Regions from separate parts of the Danio rerio genome. Here region 2 is linked to region 1. A link is a contact called in public Micro-C data. All regions are on one chromosome and are shown on one strand. The core of a region is the stretch at or near the end of the contact, and the rest is flanking DNA. Distances in the headings are between cores, read along the strand shown. Region 1 holds the start of samd4a (sterile alpha motif domain containing 4A). Region 2 holds the start of wdhd1 (WD repeat and HMG-box DNA binding protein 1).

Region 1 (4,403 bases), core at 1,249-3,748:
TTCACTCATTTAGCAATGCTTTTTCCCATATGTTTTAGTTATCAAATTTAACATATATTTCATTATAATATTGGTTTATTTAATCTATTGGGTGTTTTTATATGAGTGTATATTTATTTAAGTAGCTATGTTTCATATATTTTGTTTGTTTATTTATTTATTTAATGTGGTATGTATATATTTTTCTTCATGTTATAATATTTATGCCACATTCATTCATTTAGCTATGATTTTTCATATGTTTTAGTTTGTTTATTATTTATTTATCTAATTTAACATGTATTTTATTATCACATTGCATGGTTTATTTAATCTATTGAGTATTTTCATTTGATTTTATATTTAAGCAACTATTTTTAATTTTTTTGTTTAATATATTTATTAATTTATATAGATATTTTGTCTGTTATAATATATTTTTTAATGTTATATATACATAGTTATTTAGATATGTTATTTTTTTTGCTTGACAAATATATTTATTTTCTGTATTTACCGTAGGCCTATTTAAAAAGCAAATATTTATTTTCTTACAATATTTTTTTTAAAATATACATTAGCCTATATATTCTTATGTATTCGTTTGTATCAAATCTAGCAGCTATATTACATACATTTCTTGTAATATACTATCAATTTATTAGATAGGAGATGCGGTGGCGCAGTAGGTAGTGCTGTTGCCTCACAGCATGAAGGTTGCTGGTTCAAGTCCCGACTGGGTCAGTTGGCATTTCTGTGTGGAGTTTGCATGATCTCCCTGCGTTCACAAGGGTTTCCCCCACAAGTCCAACGACGTGGTAAAGGTGAATTGGGTAAGCTAAAATTGTCTGTATGTGTGAATGAGAGTGTATGGGTGTTTCCCAGTGATGGGAAGCATCTGCTGCGTAAAACATGTGCTGAATAAGTTGGCAGTTCATTCCAATGTGGCAACCCCAGATTAATAAAGGGACTAAACCGAAAATAAAATAAAAAAATGATTTATTAAATTTAGCTATTTTTGTGTAGCTAATCATTTTTGCAGTTTTCTTATCTATATTATTTACATAAATAATTATTATATATTATATTTATTTTATCTTTATATCTTTATATTAACAGATTTTTTAACTCGTCAATGCACAATAAACATAAAATTTATGAAAACCAATTATTGTTGAATAATATTATTTAATAATCATTATTAATTAAGTTATCTGTTTTTGCCAATTAACTTTTTATTCATTCATTCATTCATTTTCTTGCGGGCTTAGTCCCTTTATTAATCCGGGGTCGCCACAGCGGAATGAACCGCCAACTTATCCAGCAAGTTTTTACGCAGCGGATGCCCTTCCAGCCGCAATTCATCTCTGGGAAACATCCACACACACTCATACACTACAGACAATTTAGCCTACCCAATTCACCTGTACCGCATGTCTTTGGACTGTGGGGGAAACCGGAGCACCTGGAGGAAACCCACATGAAGGCAGGGAGAACATGCAAACTCCACACAGAAACGCCAACTGAGCCGAGGTTCGAACCAAATAAGTTTTAATATTTTTTTAATTTAAATTATTGATCTAATAATAGTATTAATATTTGTATTTGGTATTTTGTTACTCTTTTATGGGATGTAGTAGCTGTTCCTTATTTATTTATGAATGTAACAGCTATACTTCGAATATTAGCTTGTTAATTTAGTTAATTGTTCAAGTAAAATATGTATTTATTGCTTGTAGTCTAACAATACCTTTTTATTTTTTATATATAGCTATTCAATTTAGCATCCAGATTTTATTTTCTTACAATATTTTTTATTAATGTAGTAATGTAGGCCTATATTATTTTGTGTTTATATTCATATCAAATCTAGAAACTATATTTAATACATTTCTTATAATATTAGCCATTTATTTTGTAGCTAATCATTTTTCAAACTTTTATTAGTTACATATATAATTATGAGATATATATATATATATATATATATATATATATATATATATATATATATATATATATATATATATATCTTCATATTACTCCATTTTAATTTATTTTTGTTATTTAATTTAAATTGCATTTATTTATAATATTTATAATGTTAGTTTAATTTAGCATATTTTTATATAAATATTTATTTATTGACTGTAGTCTAACAATAGCCTACCTTTTTATTTTATATATAAAGTTATTAAACTTAGCATCTAGTTTTTAAAATGCATTTCTTAAATAAAAATTAAATATTTTCTTGTACTTTTCTTGTATCTATCTATCTATCTATCTATCTATCTATCTATCTGTCTATCTGTCTATCTATCTATCTATCTATCTATCTATCTATCTATCTATCTATCTATCTATCTATCTATCTATCTATCTATCTATCTATCTATCTATCTATCTATCTATCTATCTATCTATCTCAAACTGCGGTACAGCAGCGCCGCCTCATGGACGGAATCCACAACTACAACGCGCCCAGTCGAAGAATCCAAGGGCGGAATCAACCGTATCCCAGTTTCCTTTTTTCCGACACTTTGTTAACCCACTTTCTGCGCGCGTCACAGTAGGTCAGAATTACAATATTCCACCACAACACAAACATCCTCAGACTTTGACGGCTACAACTTTTTTTCTCCCCCTCCCCTCGAAAGAAAAAAAACAACAGTTCAAACAAAACTTCCACCCCTGCTGTAACATCGTCCAGTTTGATGCGGACACCTCTCGGACTCTTTTCTCCCTTAAAAAAGCTCCCCGGTCAGTCGTACTCCTGTCGGATAAGCAACACGATCTGCTCCCCAACTCCGTTCTCTATTTTTGTGCTTCCTTGTGCTGCCAAGCCCCTGACGTAATGCTCCGTGTTAATTATTAGCATGTGGGAAGCGATGCCGAGACTCTCCTCTGCTGCTTAAACAAGAGCGACTGACTGCGGGGAGGAAAACCTCGTCAAGATGGCCAAACACTCTGACCCAGAGTGAAGGGGCACCGCTGCTCCCTGTCCCGTCCCGTCCAGTCCTGTCCTACGACCATCACCAATGCAACTGCGCCTTTAGGTGAGTGACTTTTGCCTGACTGATTATTTAAACGGGTGTATCACTCAACCAAGCCGCAACTGTATAGCTTTGTGAATTGTCTGAGTATGGAAAATGTAACGGGATAAAAGTTTGGAGTTATTAATAACTCATAAAAGGGGTTGCTTTTGCCAGGGTTTACATCATTGGACTGCTGACTTAGGGATTGCTTCATAGGGCTTTGAAAACATTGTAAAAATTTAGACTGAATTGTAGGCTACCTAACGTTATGTACTGGCTTACAGTAGAGCAACGGTTTTTTGGGAACGTTCTGGACTGTTTGGATATCAAATGTTTGCTGTCGCGTCTATAGCCGCGATTACAGATTAAAAGCTTGTGTTTGTTTTTATTTGTCTACATTTGATGTGTTTTGAAAGCAAACTGCGACTCTAAAGCAAACAGATTGATATATTGAAGCTACATCATTCTTGCGCTGCTCAAAGTTTACATTTCATCTGTGAATAACGTCAGCATTTGCTTTTAATAGGTAGTCATTAAATAACGCGTAGGCTACAAACTCGCTCGTGCCTGCTAATGTGCCAACTAGCCCTTCAGACATGCTTGGGATAGGGTTTGTGTCATCCTAGATTCGAATCTAGAAACTCTTCAGAGGAAAAAAAAGTTTTGGTCACTGAGTCGATTTGTGAAATTACGCCAGTAGGTGGCAATAAGCAAGTCTCTCAAGCCTGTTCATATTTACTAGTCCACATTTGATGTGTTCTGAAAGCAAACGTGTGTGGATGACTGTAAATTAAAACAGATTCATATTGAAGCCACATCATTCTCGCGCCGCTCCAAGTTTACATTTTATTCTCGAAAACATCAGCATTTGCTTTTAATAGATGGTCACCAAATAACCCGTAGGCTACAAACTCACTCATGCTTGCTAATGTGCCAACTAGCCCTTCAGACATACTTGGGATTGGGTTTGTTTCATCCTAGATTCTAATCTACAAACTCTTCATAAGGAAAGAGTTACGCCAGTAGGTGACAATAAGCCAGTCTCTCAAACCTGTTCATATTTATTCGTCCACATTTGATGTGTTTCAAAAGCAAACGATATGTGGATGACTCTAAACGGATTAATATATTGAAGCTACATCATTCTTGCGCTGCTCCAAGTGTACATTTCATTCGTGAATAAAGTCAGCATTTGCTTTTAATAGATGGCCACTAAATAGCGTGTAGGCTACAAACGCGCTCGTGCCTGCAAAAGGCTGATTTATACTTCTTCGTCAAGTGACCTGCGTAACCCACGACACACGCAACGTGCGTAGCTGTGCATTTATACTTCTGCGCGCTGTCTCTGTTGGTCTGCCCTAACACTTCCAAAACGCTAGTAGGCAGTGA
Region 2 (4,403 bases), core at 1,247-3,746, 160 kb after region 1:
CAAGTACCACCTCAGAAAAAAATTGTCTCTCCAAGTACCACTATAATTCCTATTATTAAGAATATTTCTTATTATCAGCCACTTTAAACACTATAAATAGTTTGAACATTAAAACTGTACTGTGCTTATATGTAAAAAAAAAAAAAAAAAAAGTGTTAACATTTAAATTAAAATGTGCTTTTAAAAGTTTATCAAAAATGTTAGGCTACTGTCATTAACAATTAAAAAAAACTGTACTTCAATATAAAGTATTAACATATAGTAGCCTATTCATCAAAAACTGGAGATGTTGCTTGCACCTCATAAATATAGGCTATTTGTCATCACATTGATATGTAAATAATTGTTCAACTATATGTAGCATGTGACATATTTGATTCCTCCGTGTACCACTAGAAGGAAGCTCGCGTACCACAATTGGAACAGTTACCACAGTTTGAGAACCACTACTTTAGTGTCTTGCATTTTTGTATTTCTAAAATACTGTAAAATAATGACATCATAAAAATGCAGCCTCAGATTGGTGCTTTCTCAATTATTTGCCTAGGCTTGAGATCAGAAGAGAAAATTGTCTTATATTGAAGAAAGTGGTCAATGCTTGTAGTATGGATGGAAAAATGCAACACATAAAGAAAATAAAAGAAAATTGGCATGGGTATATTTGGGAGCATGTCAACAACCATTGAAAATAGTATACTGCACAATGCTAAGACCAGTATTATATATTGGGAGTATAATGTATAATGCATCAGCATATTTTGATTAAGAATTGAGATGGAATAAGACATCAGTACAAAAACAATAAATATGGAGCCGACAGCACATAATCACTCTCAATCTCAGTGCTGCAGATGGAAATGCAGAGGAAATCAAACAAAAAACACCTTAAGATGGTGTACTGGTGTTCACTAAGCGGGTAAACTGAGACTCTTCCAGTTAAAAGAAGAACTGAAAAACTCTTTGGAGAAAGAGTAAACTGCACAAATAATAGTAGTGTCAGATGGATTGCTGATGTAGATGCCAAGAAAATAAGACAAACAGCATTAAAATAAGTCCTACAGTGGCAATTCCAACAATACCTCATTGGCTGTTTCAAGTATTGTAGCAAAAAAACTATTTTAATAATGTTTAATATTGCAAAAAAACATAAATAACCTCTTCATAGATCACCCTTTTAAAATAGAAGTCTGCTATAGGAAGGTGTCAATTTTACTGGTCATGCAATGGATAGAAACAAAATAAAGAGATGTAGTACTATATTCCAACTCTGCATTACATGTTTTTTACAGTGATTAAAGAGATCATCTTCAAGACAGGGCTTTCTCTGTGGAATCTGAATAAAATGCATCTTAAAATCAATGAGAAACGAAGGTTTATGAATACCTCCTGATGTACAGGAGTAGAGGTGAATGAGTCGGCAGAGAAGCTGACTTAAACTTGCTCAGAGAAACACTGTTGCTGTCAAACACTGTTTACTTTAGCAAGTCAGTTTAATGCTGACCGAATCAGCCTATTTATGGAAGGTTTGTAAAGAAATGACATGCTCCCTTGTAAAAGTATTTTGTAGTGTTTTCAAAATATTAAACACAGTATATTATTTTGATACTTGTTGCTGCTGTATTTTGTAGTTTATTTTGATACATAAAAAACTGAGGTATTTTATATTTTATTTTAAAATGCATTGTAATGTATTTTTGCCCATCCCTGTATAAGTATATAGGTAAATGTAAAATATAGTTAACGTAAAATACAAATAATGAATATTAGTTAAAAATGCATAAATTAACATTTAAACCATATGAATGAGTTTAATATACAGAAATAATACATAACTAATTTGAATTAACTAATCCTCTGCGCTACAGTAACGTTAGTTAACGTTATATACTGTAATGTAACTTGTTTACATTGATAACACACAACATAGCAATAACAATAGCACTTACACAGCACACAAAGGCTACAAAATGTACTTCTAGATGTCCTTAATTTTCAGTACTTGTGTACCATATGTTAAATTATCAGTGAATACTGACACTTGACATGATATGGTATGGTCTTTTTACTTTGACTTCCGTAAATGAGATCTCAATAAACAAAGTGCCTATGCTATAATCCGTTTTAGAGACATCAAAAAACAAAAACCCCTACTGGAGTCTTGTGATTAGTCAATTGTGATTGTAATTCTAATTATGTAAACAACAGCCTTTACAAAAAAGTACACTGATTTTATCTCTAATTTAGACAAACCACATGATCTTTAGAGCACAAAGAGGTGCAGATGTGCTGCTACGAGAAAAAAACCTATCACTACAAAATGACAAGCACGGATTAAAAACGCTTTTCAGAATGAATGCACGTGACATAATGATCAAATATAACCGAATATGATTACGTCGATATATGTTGTATGCATGTTTCAAAACAAAGTACTTACAGCTTTAGTTTGGCGGTAATTCTCAGCACTCTTCGCCCTCTCGCTCACATCTCCCGCGCTGACAACAGTGACGTTTAAAAGTGGGACGGCCAGACAAAACTCATTGGCTGTCGCTGGGGATCAAACCCGCCCCGAGCCGGACGTATCGTGACGTTTCAGATAGATCACTTCTACATTAAAAGTACATAAAACAAAATATTTCTCCTTATAAATAAATCAATCGATTATTTTTTAAACTTAGTATTAATTTAAAACGCTTTAGATGCATGCAACATATGTTACCATTATAACACATAAACAAATGTATCTGCTGCAGTAAAACTCATTCATTTTCCTCTTTTATTAATGAGGGGTCGCCAACTTATCTAACCTTAGAATGTTTTACACAGCAGATGCCCAAATGCAGCAACCCCGTGCTGGGAAACATCCATACACACTCATTCACACACCAAGGCCATTTTAGTTTATTCAATTCATAGGCTTCAGCATGTTTTTTTTTAACTGAGGACGAAACGGAGCACCCAGTGGAAACCATATTTTTACAAATTTTTTACAGTCATTGGTGGAAACCCAGGCAAACACGGCGAGAACATGCAAACTCCACACAGAAATGCCAACTAGCCGGGACTCGAACCAGTGACCTTCTTGCTGTGAGGCGACAGTGCTAATCACCGAGCTACTATGTCGCCCTGCAGTAAAACTCTACACTGTAAGAAAAATCCTTCATGTTGTCCCAACTGAAATAGATTAAGTTCACTTGATTGTTTTTTTAGAAATGTAAATGGACTGAACATACAACAATTAAGTTGTCCCCAAAAAACTCAAGATTGTGTTGATTCAGCTCATTTTAAATAAGTAGTTTGAACAGGCAGCAAAAATGTGAGTGTAGCATGAGACAGACATAAACCATGAACATCAATAATGTAATACAGCCGAGGGGCTGTGGAGAATTGCCTTATTGTTGAATAATCTGATATGTAGCCCAGGAAGTTGCTCTGTAGACTGAAAGGCAATGCCATATTATGATAATTGTTGGTAAGAGTAACGGCCACATGTCCTTTCTCCATCTTATATTTCCATTACAAATGTCTCTAAAGGCCGTTTTGAGGAATGTAAACTAAAATAATGATCCCAATGTATTTCCTGTAATACATTTTTACTTTCTTTGTCTTCCGAGAATCCAAAAAGAGCCACATAAATAATGTTATGATAGCAGTTTTAACATTAAGTTATTGAATTGCCTCTTATTACAGTTATGAAATAGTTTGATAACAAGCAGGAAATGTTCATGCACTAATGACATTGAAAAAAAGGATTGTGAAGATGCTTAAAAACTAAACTGTCCTTCACTGGCCACAAATGACTTAATCAAAAACTAAAACTACAGAAAGGTTTCTGTGGAAAGTTGTTACAGCTCAGCTAAAACAAAAGGAAACCGATGTCTATTATTTCCTTTATGAGTGTCATATTTGTGGTTTTGTATATAGATATTAAGTGTAATTCTTCAACTACAGGCACTTATGTCCTTTGATCATATATCCAAAAAAAAATCTATAATTTTGTTCAAATTCCCCTTACTTTGTCAAACTAACAATAAAATCTACTTTTAAAACAATTACTACCTTTCTATTGCTGTATTTTATTCATATTATTCAACCTCCTTTTAAGTGTCAAAACCACTGTTTTCGCCTAGTCAAGTTTTAAACTTTAACAATGAAGATAACATTTTAAAATATGATTCATCTGGTATCTATTAATGTATCTTAATTAGGCACTAGTGAAATAACTTAAATATTTTATAGTTATTAATGTGAGATTATTATCAATTTTATTTTTTTATACAAAATTAGCTGTTGCACAGTATCAGTGTCATTTCCACTACAACACTGCAATGTCACTTTAAAAAGTTTGTGTGACAGATTATTTAGGCGGTTACTATGAAAATGAATAGTGCCATCTGAGAACA

The links. A called contact is a pair of places that touch in the nucleus more often than the background predicts.
Region 2: a contact with region 1 is called in a Micro-C map of caudal fin, with 7 times the contacts expected there. The contact joins the promoter of wdhd1 here to the promoter of samd4a in region 1. A contact is called at or near these places in 3 of 18 Hi-C or Micro-C datasets (caudal fin, hematopoietic stem cells and an unstated tissue) and 1 of 4 datasets of contacts at active chromatin or transcription factors (embryo).

Annotation. Positions count from the first base shown.
Region 1 is chr17:16,286,915-16,291,317 of GRCz12tu, forward strand. samd4a (sterile alpha motif domain containing 4A) reads left to right here and starts at 2,499. Exons shown (of 13, transcript XM_009292908.5): 1 at 2,499-3,035.
Region 2 is chr17:16,443,711-16,448,113 of GRCz12tu, forward strand. wdhd1 (WD repeat and HMG-box DNA binding protein 1) reads right to left here and starts at 2,497. Exons shown (of 26, transcript NM_001002726.2): 1 at 2,438-2,497.